Linked DNA regions of Mus musculus: all the other regions are linked to region 1. Evidence: chromatin contacts called from public HiChIP or PLAC-seq data. All regions are on one chromosome and are shown on one strand. The core of a region is the stretch at or near the end of the contact, and the rest is flanking DNA. Distances in the headings are between cores, read along the strand shown. Region 1 overlaps Itpr2 (inositol 1,4,5-triphosphate receptor 2). Region 2 overlaps Gm32838 (a long non-coding RNA gene). Region 3 overlaps Gm32838 (a long non-coding RNA gene).

What was found. HiChIP or PLAC-seq counts read pairs in DNA pulled down with a chosen protein or histone mark.
Region 2: a FOXA1 HiChIP or PLAC-seq map of pancreatic cancer cells shows a contact between it and region 1. The contact joins two enhancer-like sites. A contact is called at or near these places in 1 of 484 Hi-C or Micro-C datasets (bone marrow-derived macrophages) and 1 of 115 datasets of contacts at active chromatin or transcription factors (pancreatic cancer cells).
Region 3: a contact with region 1 is called in a FOXA1 HiChIP or PLAC-seq map of pancreatic cancer cells. The contact joins two enhancer-like sites. A contact is called at or near these places in 1 of 484 Hi-C or Micro-C datasets (bone marrow-derived macrophages), 1 of 115 datasets of contacts at active chromatin or transcription factors (pancreatic cancer cells) and 1 of 9 other capture datasets (embryonic stem cells).

What each region holds. Positions count from the first base shown.
Region 1 is chr6:146,303,099-146,306,437 of GRCm38.p6, forward strand. All of the region lies in intron 34 of Itpr2 (inositol 1,4,5-triphosphate receptor 2), which reads right to left. Among named protein-coding and RNA genes, the nearest start is that of Gm35596, 85 kb to the left of the region's middle. Within about 2 kb of position 1,758, at least 8 of the 459 cell types and tissues checked have an H3K27ac peak or open chromatin away from gene starts, as enhancers often do. A contact at or near this core is called in pancreatic cancer cells, where this site is marked.
Region 2 is chr6:145,997,039-146,000,283 of GRCm38.p6, forward strand. The region is part of intron 2 of Gm32838 (a long non-coding RNA gene); the gene reads left to right. It overlaps Gm32914 (a long non-coding RNA gene), which reads right to left. Exons shown (of 4, transcript XR_869600.1): 4 at 2,498-3,245. Among named protein-coding and RNA genes, the nearest start is that of Gm32914, 15 kb to the right of the region's middle. Within about 2 kb of position 1,858, at least 162 of the 459 cell types and tissues checked have an H3K27ac peak or open chromatin away from gene starts, as enhancers often do. A contact at or near this core is called in pancreatic cancer cells, where this site is marked.
Region 3 is chr6:145,971,581-145,975,262 of GRCm38.p6, forward strand. All of the region lies in intron 1 of Gm32838 (a long non-coding RNA gene), which reads left to right. Gm38928 (a long non-coding RNA gene) reads right to left here. Exons shown (of 3, transcript XR_869599.2): 2 at 3,268-3,682; 3 at 2,351-2,714. Among named protein-coding and RNA genes, the nearest start is that of Gm38928, 4.1 kb to the right of the region's middle. Within about 2 kb of position 1,836, at least 44 of the 459 cell types and tissues checked have an H3K27ac peak or open chromatin away from gene starts, as enhancers often do. A contact at or near this core is called in pancreatic cancer cells, where this site is marked.

The DNA of each region.
Region 1 (3,339 bases), core at 508-3,007:
TGTGTGTGTGTGTGTGTGTGTGTGTGTGTGTGTGTGTGTCTGTGTGTGCCTCTTGTGTATGTGTGGCTGTGTGTGTTTGTGTGGCTGTGTGCACCTCTGTGTTTTCAATGTTCTTCCTATTTAAAATCTCTACTGGGTTGGGGAAATAGCTCAGACAGTGGAGCACTCACTGTGTGTGTGTAGCTGTGTGTGTGTGTGTGTGTGTGTGTGTATGTAGCTGTGTGTGCCTCTGTTTGTATGTGTGTGTGTGTGTGCCTTTGTGTGTGTGTGTGCCTGTGTGTGCCTCTGTGTGTGTGTATGTGTGTGTGTGTGTGTGTGTGTGTGCAAGGGTGCATGTGTGTGCACATGCCTGTATGGAGACCAAACGACAACTTTGCCTGTATTTACTGACCCCACCTCTCTCACTAGCCTGGAATTGGGCCAGTAAGCCCCAGGGATCCTCCTATCTCTGCCTTGACAGGACTGGAATTAGAGGCACATGGCACAATGTCAAGGCTCTTCATATGGCTGTACAGATTGAGCTCAGGTCCCCTTGTGGGTGCTCCACTGACTGAGCTATTTCCCCAACCCAGTAGAGATTTTAAATAGGAAGAACATTGAAAGCACGGATACATGCTGCCTGTGTGACACTCCAACTCTACCACATGGATGCTCCTGCAATCCTCTACCTGAACAAAGCACCTGCTTCTTACGGTCACCCAAGAACAGGAGAGGAAGGCCTGACTAGTCATCTGGAAAGATAACACTGAGTCCATGCCACACAACCTGTAAGTAAGTGTATACTAGATGTCTCGAAGTCAGACTCCCCTACCCTCCCATTCTCTTGTTCCCTCCACCTCTCCCTCCCATCTCTTCCCCTTTCTTTATCTCACTCTCTGTGACCAGGAGGAACTCACAGTCTTTATGGCCCCAGTCTGCTGAGTGCAGAGGTTGCAGACATGGGCCACCACACTTACTTCCACAGAGCTCAAGGCTTTTAACAGTAACACCAGAAAGATACGGAAAAACCAAAACTATGAAAATCCTCTGAGGATGGAACAACACCGCAGAACGACAGACGCTATTCTGAAAATGGAATTGAACTTTAAAAAGAAATCAGTTTGGGCTAACGGCTTAGTAAAACGCATGCTTCATAGGGCGAGTAGCCGAGCTCCACAGTCCAGAACAAGCCAAGCGTGACAGCGTGCACTTGAAACCCAGCACTAGGGACACAGATGGAGAACCCAGGACTCACTAACCTACTTGGAAGATCCCAGACCCATGGAGAACCTCTCTAAAAGAAGGGTTGCCCTAAACACAACTGCACACACAGGAATGTGTGCAAACACCGACACAAACTAAGAAGCCCTGTTATTATTACCTACATTATAACACATTCTATATAACATATAGTATATAATATAATGTGCAATATGTGAATATGTATTCCTTATGCTAAAAAAATAAATTATTTCAAAGAAAATGTAAGAAAACTAGCTACCAAATAGTCAAAGAGCTCACTTCTTACTATGTAACGGTTGAACTCAAATTACCGGATATGACCTTTCATAGCAAAGGAAATACTGGTGGCTCAATCATATGGAAAAGTTCTTTTCCTCACACATGGCAGAGAAAAAGTGCATTAAAACTCTAGCAATATTTTTAAGATCAACAAACTCCAAACACAATGCTAAGGAGAAAGGCGTTCTCTGGCGTTGCTGGTGTGCTAACAACATCACAGGACAGCATTCGTCATGACTCAGAAGGTCCACTCCTAGCTGTTTACTTTCTTCCTTCACGTTAGAGATGACTGCAAACATTAGATGTTTAAAAATAGAGTGAGGTTGGTTATGGTCACACAAAAGAATGCAGAACCACGGGGATGTGTGTGCATTTGTTTCCCTGCATCGAGCTGCAAATATCACAGGCTGGAAGCCTTCTGCCATGTGCTTACAGGAATGGGTGAACTGAGGAACAATGTCTAACCAGGCACATCTACAGATCCCTGTCGCCTTAACCTTCCTCAGCACCCAGCAAGCGCTTACTGCTCACAGGGAGGGAAGGGCTGAGTGAGTAGGTCTGCTGTCTTCTTACCACGTATGTATCCAGTGCATACATGATGAAGATTTTGGATGACAGACAGGCTGAGCTAATGGTACTTTGAAAATACTTTAGAAACAGGTGTTTCACACATGCAAACTACACTTGATATTTGCATTTATAAGAAATGTGTTTACCACTTCACAAATGCATCAAAAGGCTTTATAACTATATGTCTGCCCAGGCTGTGCCATGTTTTACATATATATTATTCTCTATTCCCTTAAACATTATATTCTTAAATGTCTGAGCTGTGCCAAATCTCAGTGTTGCTGTGTATTTTTAAAGAAAGCCAAAGCCAAAATGATTGTGTATCTGAGCTGTAAAGTTTCACACGGGTCCCCGCAATGGCTGAACTTCATGGGAAGCCACACTTGTAGACTGCCTGATGTCTCAGGACACCTGACCTAATCAGAAGGATGTATTGACTGGGTTCAGAAACAGGCCAGTTTCCAAGAGAGATGGAGCCAACCCTGCCATGCTGTGGATGTCTCTCTGCTTTCCCGTTATACAGAAAGGAACTTTCAAATAGCTGGCCAGCTCAGTGTCCCGCCTCTGCCCTCCTCAGCCCCTTTCTGTCTGTGAAACCCCAACCTTCACTAGGTCATAGGAAGTTATTCTGTTTTATACTGTGTGTGGAGTGGGGGGTGTGAGGTGCCTAACCCTAGAATCACACACAAGTTAATTTGATCTTTAAACACAAATCTGTTGTCATATTGCCTTTTGAAACTAGCCAAGGCAATGTCTCCCGAGTCCACAGACTATGATAAATCAATGTGCACCCATTCAATGGTTACCATCACATTGTTAGCAAGATTTAGAAACACCTAGCAGTGCTCTTGGATGTATCCATGAGGGTGTTTCCAGAGACATTTGACCAAGGAAGGAAGAACCACCCTGCCTAAGGTGGCTCTGGCCCAACAGCTGGGGTCTCCACCTGAATAAAAACGAATGAGCTAAGCACCAGCATTCATGGCTCCCTGCTTCCTGTCTGTGGGTGCAAGGGAACAACCACCTCGGGCTCCTGTGGTCACAGCTAGACACATGTCACCACACTGTTCCCACCACAGTGGACTGTGTCTGTGAAACATCAGCCAAAGACATTCAGGGAGGGCTTCCTCCTTAAGTCATTTTGTAGAAATATTTATCTCAGTGACGAGAGAGTAACAAATACATTTATTATCCTGTTTATCAGAAACAAATTTCCAGGCCCTGATGACAAAAAAGTCAAAGTCCCTGCTTTCAGAGTCTCCATTTTGA
Region 2 (3,245 bases), core at 608-3,107, 310 kb before region 1:
TTTCGCCATGGTAGCATAGGCTTTTGCTGCAGTGGAGGCGGGACAATCTCCTCAGATTCGGTTTGCCGCTCTAAAAGAAATTATGCTGCGTTATGCCGTGGGGTGCGAGGCTAAGCACTGCACAGAGGATAGCTTGCTGTTGGCATCCTGTGGAAGGCACGTCTGATTGCATGAAGGTTCAGTGTCCTAGTTCCCTTCCCCTAGGAAAAACGACACGGGAGCTGGCCAAGACCTCTCTGGGTGATGAGCCTAAGGGATGGTTTTGTGTAGGGCCCCTATGCTTGCACACTGGGGATCAGACCTCTACCTTCACCCATGAGGCTTGCTTGCAGCAATTAAGATCTGGCCATAGATTAATCAACATCCTGGCCTTTTGATGCACCTGCCACAAGCAAAACACAATCTCCCCAGGTGTGGCTTGGCATGATAGAGAGGTAGTCAGTGATAAGACTCCCTGGGCATGTCACCAACCTAAGACAGGGATCAAACCAATGCTGTTTGTCACCCAAGGACGGGTAAGGGGCATGGCTGCGGGGGGCTATCTACAGACATTCTCTCTGCCAAAAAAGAAAAAAGGGGGAATTGTGGGGAGCGGGTGTGGCGGCAGTCCCAAAGGCGCCAGGGACTGCAGCTAAGTCATATGACTTGCACCTGACTTCCTCATATAAGACACAAACATCTTGAGTGCTGGGCAGGTGTACCAGGATACAGGTGAATCCAGTCTGATGGAGATTTGCCCCTGCTGCCCTGATTAGCTGAAGCTGCGTGACCCTGGTGAGGTGGCGTGGCCTGCTGGTGCGTGGATGGGAACTGAGAGTATAAAAGAGTGAGAGGCCCAGGGTTCGGGGGAGATATAAACAGGGGAGATATAAACAGGGGAGATATAAACAGGGGAGATATATGGAGAAAGAAGAAACAGGACTGAATAAACGTGTGCAGAAGGATCCTGTAGCAGCGTCGTTCTTCCTGGCCTGTTGAGTGCGCGCAACAATCCTGCAGTTCAGCTGAAGTGTACACTGAGGTCCAGTGAAACAGGGTTTTGCTGGGGAACCAGAACTGGCACCTGACCTTAGCTAACCTTCAGTCTGGGCAGACTTCCCCTGTGGGCATGCATTTCCATGTAAGGGTCTTGCAAGCCTCACCATCTCTGCATTAAATAGGTCCTGGAAGTGGACATATATCGGGGTATGTTTGGCTTCCCATAACTCCTTAAAAGCAATTCCCTGGCAGTGTCAGTAGGGAAGCCAGGATTGGGGTGGGGGTGGGGGAGTCTAGACAGGATCCCTAGGTTTTTTTCAAGAGCCATTTAGTCACTTTCCTCCAGAATCAGATCAAACTAGTCTCCTTTGCCCTGGGCCTTGCAAGTCAGCTCTGATGTCCGGGATCCCTCTTCTGAGATTTTTACGTAAGCACAGCTCTTGCAATTCCTTGCCCAGAGACGGTGTTCCTGGGTGGTCCTTCTTGGGTGGGTCTCTGGGCATAGAAACCCCAAGCCACATTTCCTCCTGAGCTTTGCAGAGCCAGGCAAATCCTGCCTCGTGAAGCTCAGCTCCAGCTCATTTGGGAGATTAAGATCAGAGACGACGTGGAAGGGCCATGTTTTAACAAGGGAGAAAGCACAAGCTATTCAGAAGTTAGGCCTACTGTGCAGGACACTCCCGACACACACCACACCCTGGCTCTGGGAGCCTCTCCCATAAAGATGGTATCACGGGGTGAGGAAAGAGTCACACCACTCCCAGCAGGCCCCACATCAGAAGAGCTTCACTTTCAATTACCAGCAGCAGCTGTGGAAGCCACTTATGTAACGGGCTCCGGGCTCCGAGCCTCCTCCCTGGGAGGTGGGGAACCATTTGGTCTGTGCTAAGTAATGAGTCACGGTCAGAGTGAGGGAGCAGAAAGAATGGATTTCTCCCTTGTATTGCTTCATCCAAACCTGGAGTAAAACATGGAAAGCTAGTCGGGGAGGCACTACCTTGGGGTCTGAAATGCAGGTTCCCTGGGGCTTCCCAAGGGCTGACTAGGGAGGCTTTCTGGTGGGAAGCCCAGCTGTGCACTTAATGAGGACACGGTTTGAACTGTGGCTGACCTACTAAGGGATCCTTAGAGCCTCAGGGCTTTACCAGGCCCCGCCAAGGTCCAGGAGAGTGGAGATGAAGGAAAAGTCTTCGGAATGAGAGAGAATTTTTGCTGAATATCATTCAACCCTAAACTGGTGAAGTGCATCCTAGGGTGGGTCGGGAAAGGGACCTGTTAATACCAACTAAGAGGTCAGAAGGTTTGCTTTATCAAAGGGTGGGGAGATATCTTATGTTTGTGTTGTGAGGTAAAAATAAAAACAGAATTCAATCCCTGAAGTTTGTCTCCTAAGGGAGTCCACAGTCTGTCCGGTTGATGTTAGTAACCATCATGGCGGGGAGGGAGAACTGGCTCTGAAAATTGCTCCTTGTGTTCACTGAGGCACACGCACCCTACAAAACACACAGGAAAGTACATATCATTTTGAAAATTTATAAATTTATATCAGCAAATGCTTTCTTGTGACAGCCCTCTCCCCACACCATCACGCTTTTCCATGTGTCGTCATGAAGCCAGCATCTTCCCAGTCTCTCTTCTGTAAGCCCCTGAAAATCTGGAAGGGCATGTGGGGCCTCTTATGAAGCTGGTCAGATGTGTTTGATGTTGCGGCAGGTCGGTGTGTTCAGGGTGACTTGCCTGATGAACCTTGTGGTAGTTAATATTATCAAAGGGGGAAGCTGTAAAATCACATAGGAGACAAACTTCTGGGCATGCTATGAGGAAATTTCCAGACAGGATTCATTGACAGGAAAGATCTACCCCAACCGAACAGAACCATCCCATGGGCTGGGGCCCAGACTGAATAACAAGGAGAAAGCAAGCCGAGCACTAGCTTCCATCTCTCTGTGATTCCTGACTGCAGACGCCCGGAGAGCGGCTGCCTCCAGCTCCTACAGCCATGGACGCTATCTTCAAACCGTGATTCAAAGCAATTCCTTCCCCCTTTAAGGTGCCTTTGTCAAGCGCTCCGTTCCAGCAATGAGTAAAGAAACTAAGTAGTCAGAAATGTTTTATTCAGTGTACACACTTTCTGATAGCTGAGCCCTCCCTCCTGGGATCAGCATAACCAGAGGTCAAGGAAGGCCCAGGTGCCTGGAGAGGGTTCCTCATCCGCTACTTATACTGACTCTGATCCTGGAGTGCAGTTAGCATTTTGTGTGGGTCCT
Region 3 (3,682 bases), core at 586-3,085, 330 kb before region 1:
CTGGAAGGGTGTTTGCCTTCCTCTGGAAGTCCAGATAAAAGGACATGAGTGAAGGAAACTGCTTTTTGCCTGCTGGCCCTCATCCTTATTGGCAAGTTCATCTACCCTGTTGCTGAGGCATTCCTTCACCCGAATTAGAGCCAAATTCTTTATTTTTTATTTCTTGTGTTCTTTTTTTTTTTAAGTTACAGTGGCATTTTAAATTTTTATTTATTTCTATTTCATACACTTTGGCTTTTTGCCTACACAACATATATATATGTTTGTGTAAGGGCATTGGATCCGTTGGAACTAGAACTACAGATAGTTGTGAGTTGCCATGTGGGTGTTAGGAATTGAACTCTGGTCCTCTGGAAGAACAGCCAGTGATCTTAACCACTGATTTATCTTTCCCTAGAACCTAGAGCAGAATTCTTAAGGGTTCCAATATAGATTGAAGACCAGCAGCTCTCTAGGAATCCTCTAGACCATTCTAGAACTACTGAGGTATCCAGCCTCATGGCCCAAGAAACTACAGGACTCTTAGCTCTCCAGTGAGAGACAGCCATTGTTGGATTAGCTGGGCCGTGTTATGGAAGCCACTGTAAATCTTGTGTGTGTGTGTGTGTGTGTGTGTGTGTGTGTGTGTGGTGTGATTGTGTGTTCTTAGTCTGTTCCCTTAGTGCTCCCTGGCCAATACAGTGATGATGGCGTGGTGAAGAGATCTGTGGTAACCATCTACATGTTGAAATCACAGACACAGCAGGAAGCCAGAGAAGCCCTGTTAACTCCTGAAGGCCATAGTAACACTCACCACCACAGCTAGTTTCTGTCTTCTGACGTGGATAACCAAGGCAACTCCTCTCTCTGTTCCCTGAAAACACTGCGTGGAATTCTGATGATTTGTCTTGTGTTCCTAACTCAGACATGCTTTCTAATCAGTGAAGAAAGTGAACCAATGCTTCCAAGCCCTGGCATCTGGAAGGCCCGAGGCTCAGTGCCCTTGGGAAGCCATGCCGCACCAAATGTGCAGAGGCTGTTTGTTAGATAAGCACTCCAAAGGCCTTTCAGGGAGTCTAGGGACAGCTGCATGGAAGGACATCCTGCCGCCTCTGCTCTGGAGACCTGGGAGATCTGTGAAACATTTGCATGGATTATATGGGCCTTTGTCTTCAAACCCAGCTGGGAGTATTATGGTTTGGATGTGAAATGTTGCCCATAGGCTCAGGTGTTGAAACACTTGGTCTCAGTTGGTAATGCTGTTTTTTTTTTTGGGGGGGGGGTGGATTGTGGAACTGTGGGAGGTACAGCCTCTCTGAAGGAAGTGGGTCATGGGGAGACTTCATAAGCATGCCCCACTCTTGAGTCCCGACTCCTGAGTTAGTGTGACCATCTGTCTCATGTTCTGGTTACCTTGCCTTCCCTCCCTGTCGACTCTCTCCCTACCTGAAGCATGAGTCAACGCGCATTCTCCAGTGTTTAGTCACACTTGTCTGTTGTTCTGTCACAGCGACAGGAAATGAACTAATACACAGTCGCCCTCTTCTTATTCACTGTTGTTGCTGTCCCAGGACCTTGTACAGCAGTGGTAACTCAGACCCCATAGTGGGGCAGCTCTTTGTAAAAGCCCTACTAAGGACCTTTCTGGGCAAACCATCACTCCTGGGCTTTGCAGTCTCCCATCTAGACAGTCAAGACGGCCCTGGAGTCCCAGAGACCCTTTCTAAAGCATTGCTTAAAGCTACACTGCCTTCCCTGAGCACTATGGTTTGTAGCAAGAGGCAAACTATACCAGTCCTGTCTGTCAGAATCTAAATGTGGAGGGTTGTGCATTTACATCCTGTAGACTCCAAGGAGCTAAAACAGATCCGCTGTAGACTTGCAGAACGCTTGTAAATTAAAAATAGACACTAACACATCACTGTATAGCAATGGAGGGAAGAAGCCATTGCTTTCAGGGGAAGTCTCATGGCTCTGACCTGACCGTGAGCAAACAGCAAAAGGTCAAAGGGCATACCACACCATTACCACTCCAAAGCTCTGCCCCTCCCACACCAAGAGAGCTTTCTGCCTCTGTTTTTCTTTCAAAACCAGACTATAGAGGAGGATCCATGGAGGGTCTGTGGCACGAAAACCCTTAGATACCCGCACACAAGCATTTCATGCCTGTTTCTCCCAGAACACAGCAGCAGTTTCTGATTGAGAGAGTTTGGAAGGGTCTGTCAGGTTCCCCTCCTCCCTCCTCCTACCCCTGTTTATGTTGCAGCACGCCACCCATGCCTCTCATCAACATCTTCAAAGAAGGAAGGTTTATTTTAATTTCTGATTTCAGTGATGGTGGATGCCACAGCCAACTCTGTCAGTTCTGGTCCCGGGCTGAAGCTCAGCATCATGGTTGTCATGGTTGCAGGATAAGGTGGCAGGAAGCAAGGAAGTAGGGTGTGGAAAAGGCCAGGGTGGGATCTAGTCCCCAAGAACACACCGTTCACGGACTCACTTTCTCCAAGGGGCCCTGCCTCCTGCTCCCCAATCCCTTACATACATCACACTGTGAACCTGTTAAGGCCTCAGCTCGTTGATTGGGTCAGAGATCCTAGGACCCAATCACATGCCCAAGTCCATCAGCTGGCAATCAAGCTTGACCACAGGCCTGTGGATGGTCTTCATGGTCACACCATAACAGAAGGCCACACGAAGGAACGAGTGTGATACTTCCACGGGGCACTCAGGATTTCCTGGAGGGGTCACAAATTGCTTGGTGAGAGGGGTTTCTGTTGAGGGTCTAATGAAATTACTGGATTTTAATACATATATTTTAGAGACAATGTTTTTCTTTTTTACACCCCCATTTATATATGAGGGGTATAGCTGGGACCTGGACATAAAACAAAAGAGATTTTTTTTTTAAAGTTTGGGTCTTGCTACTAATATTCTCTCTCTCTCTCTCTCTCTCTCTCTCTCTATATATATATATATATATATATATATATATATATATTTGATTTGAGGGGAAAAACACAAAACAAAACCAAAAGGAAATATTATTATAATCTCTTTAGCAAATTCCTATACCACTTTTCTTAACGGGAGAAAGATACTTCGCAATCTGATATCGAGGCTGTAAAGCAAGAAGACTCTTACCCTGACACGTTTATTTTACACGAGATCAAACAGGAGAAAGTGGAGATTGTCTGCCCAGGGTCATCCAGCTTCAACCTTACCCTGCTTACCCAGTGTAGACTTATGCTAAAATCTGCCATGATTTTCCTTTCCTTTATTTTACTTTACCTTGGGAATTTAAAGTGTCTTCCTGTTTGTCTGGGAGCTGAAATCCTTGGGAATTTAAAGTGTCTTCCTGTTTGTCTGGGAGCTGAAATCGGGCACCGTCACTCTCAGAAAGCTCAGGGTTCCTGGTCTGTGTTCCCGGGACACGGTGTCAGCCATGTGCCTTCCAAGGTCTCGGTGGTTCTTCTATGTGGACACTAGTCATTAATCTTCGGACATTTCCCCTCATTTGTTTTCTTTTTCTTTTAAAATAAAAGAAAGTTAAGTAGACGTTCCCCATCTTGTCCCAGCCCTAGTGCTTTAGAGTGTAAGTTGGAAAGGGTGGTGAGATATGGCAGCATCTACTACTGGGGATCTCTAAGAGGCAGGAATGTGTTCCCAGCATGGACACATTGCAATGGCTCCACCACCATCCCGT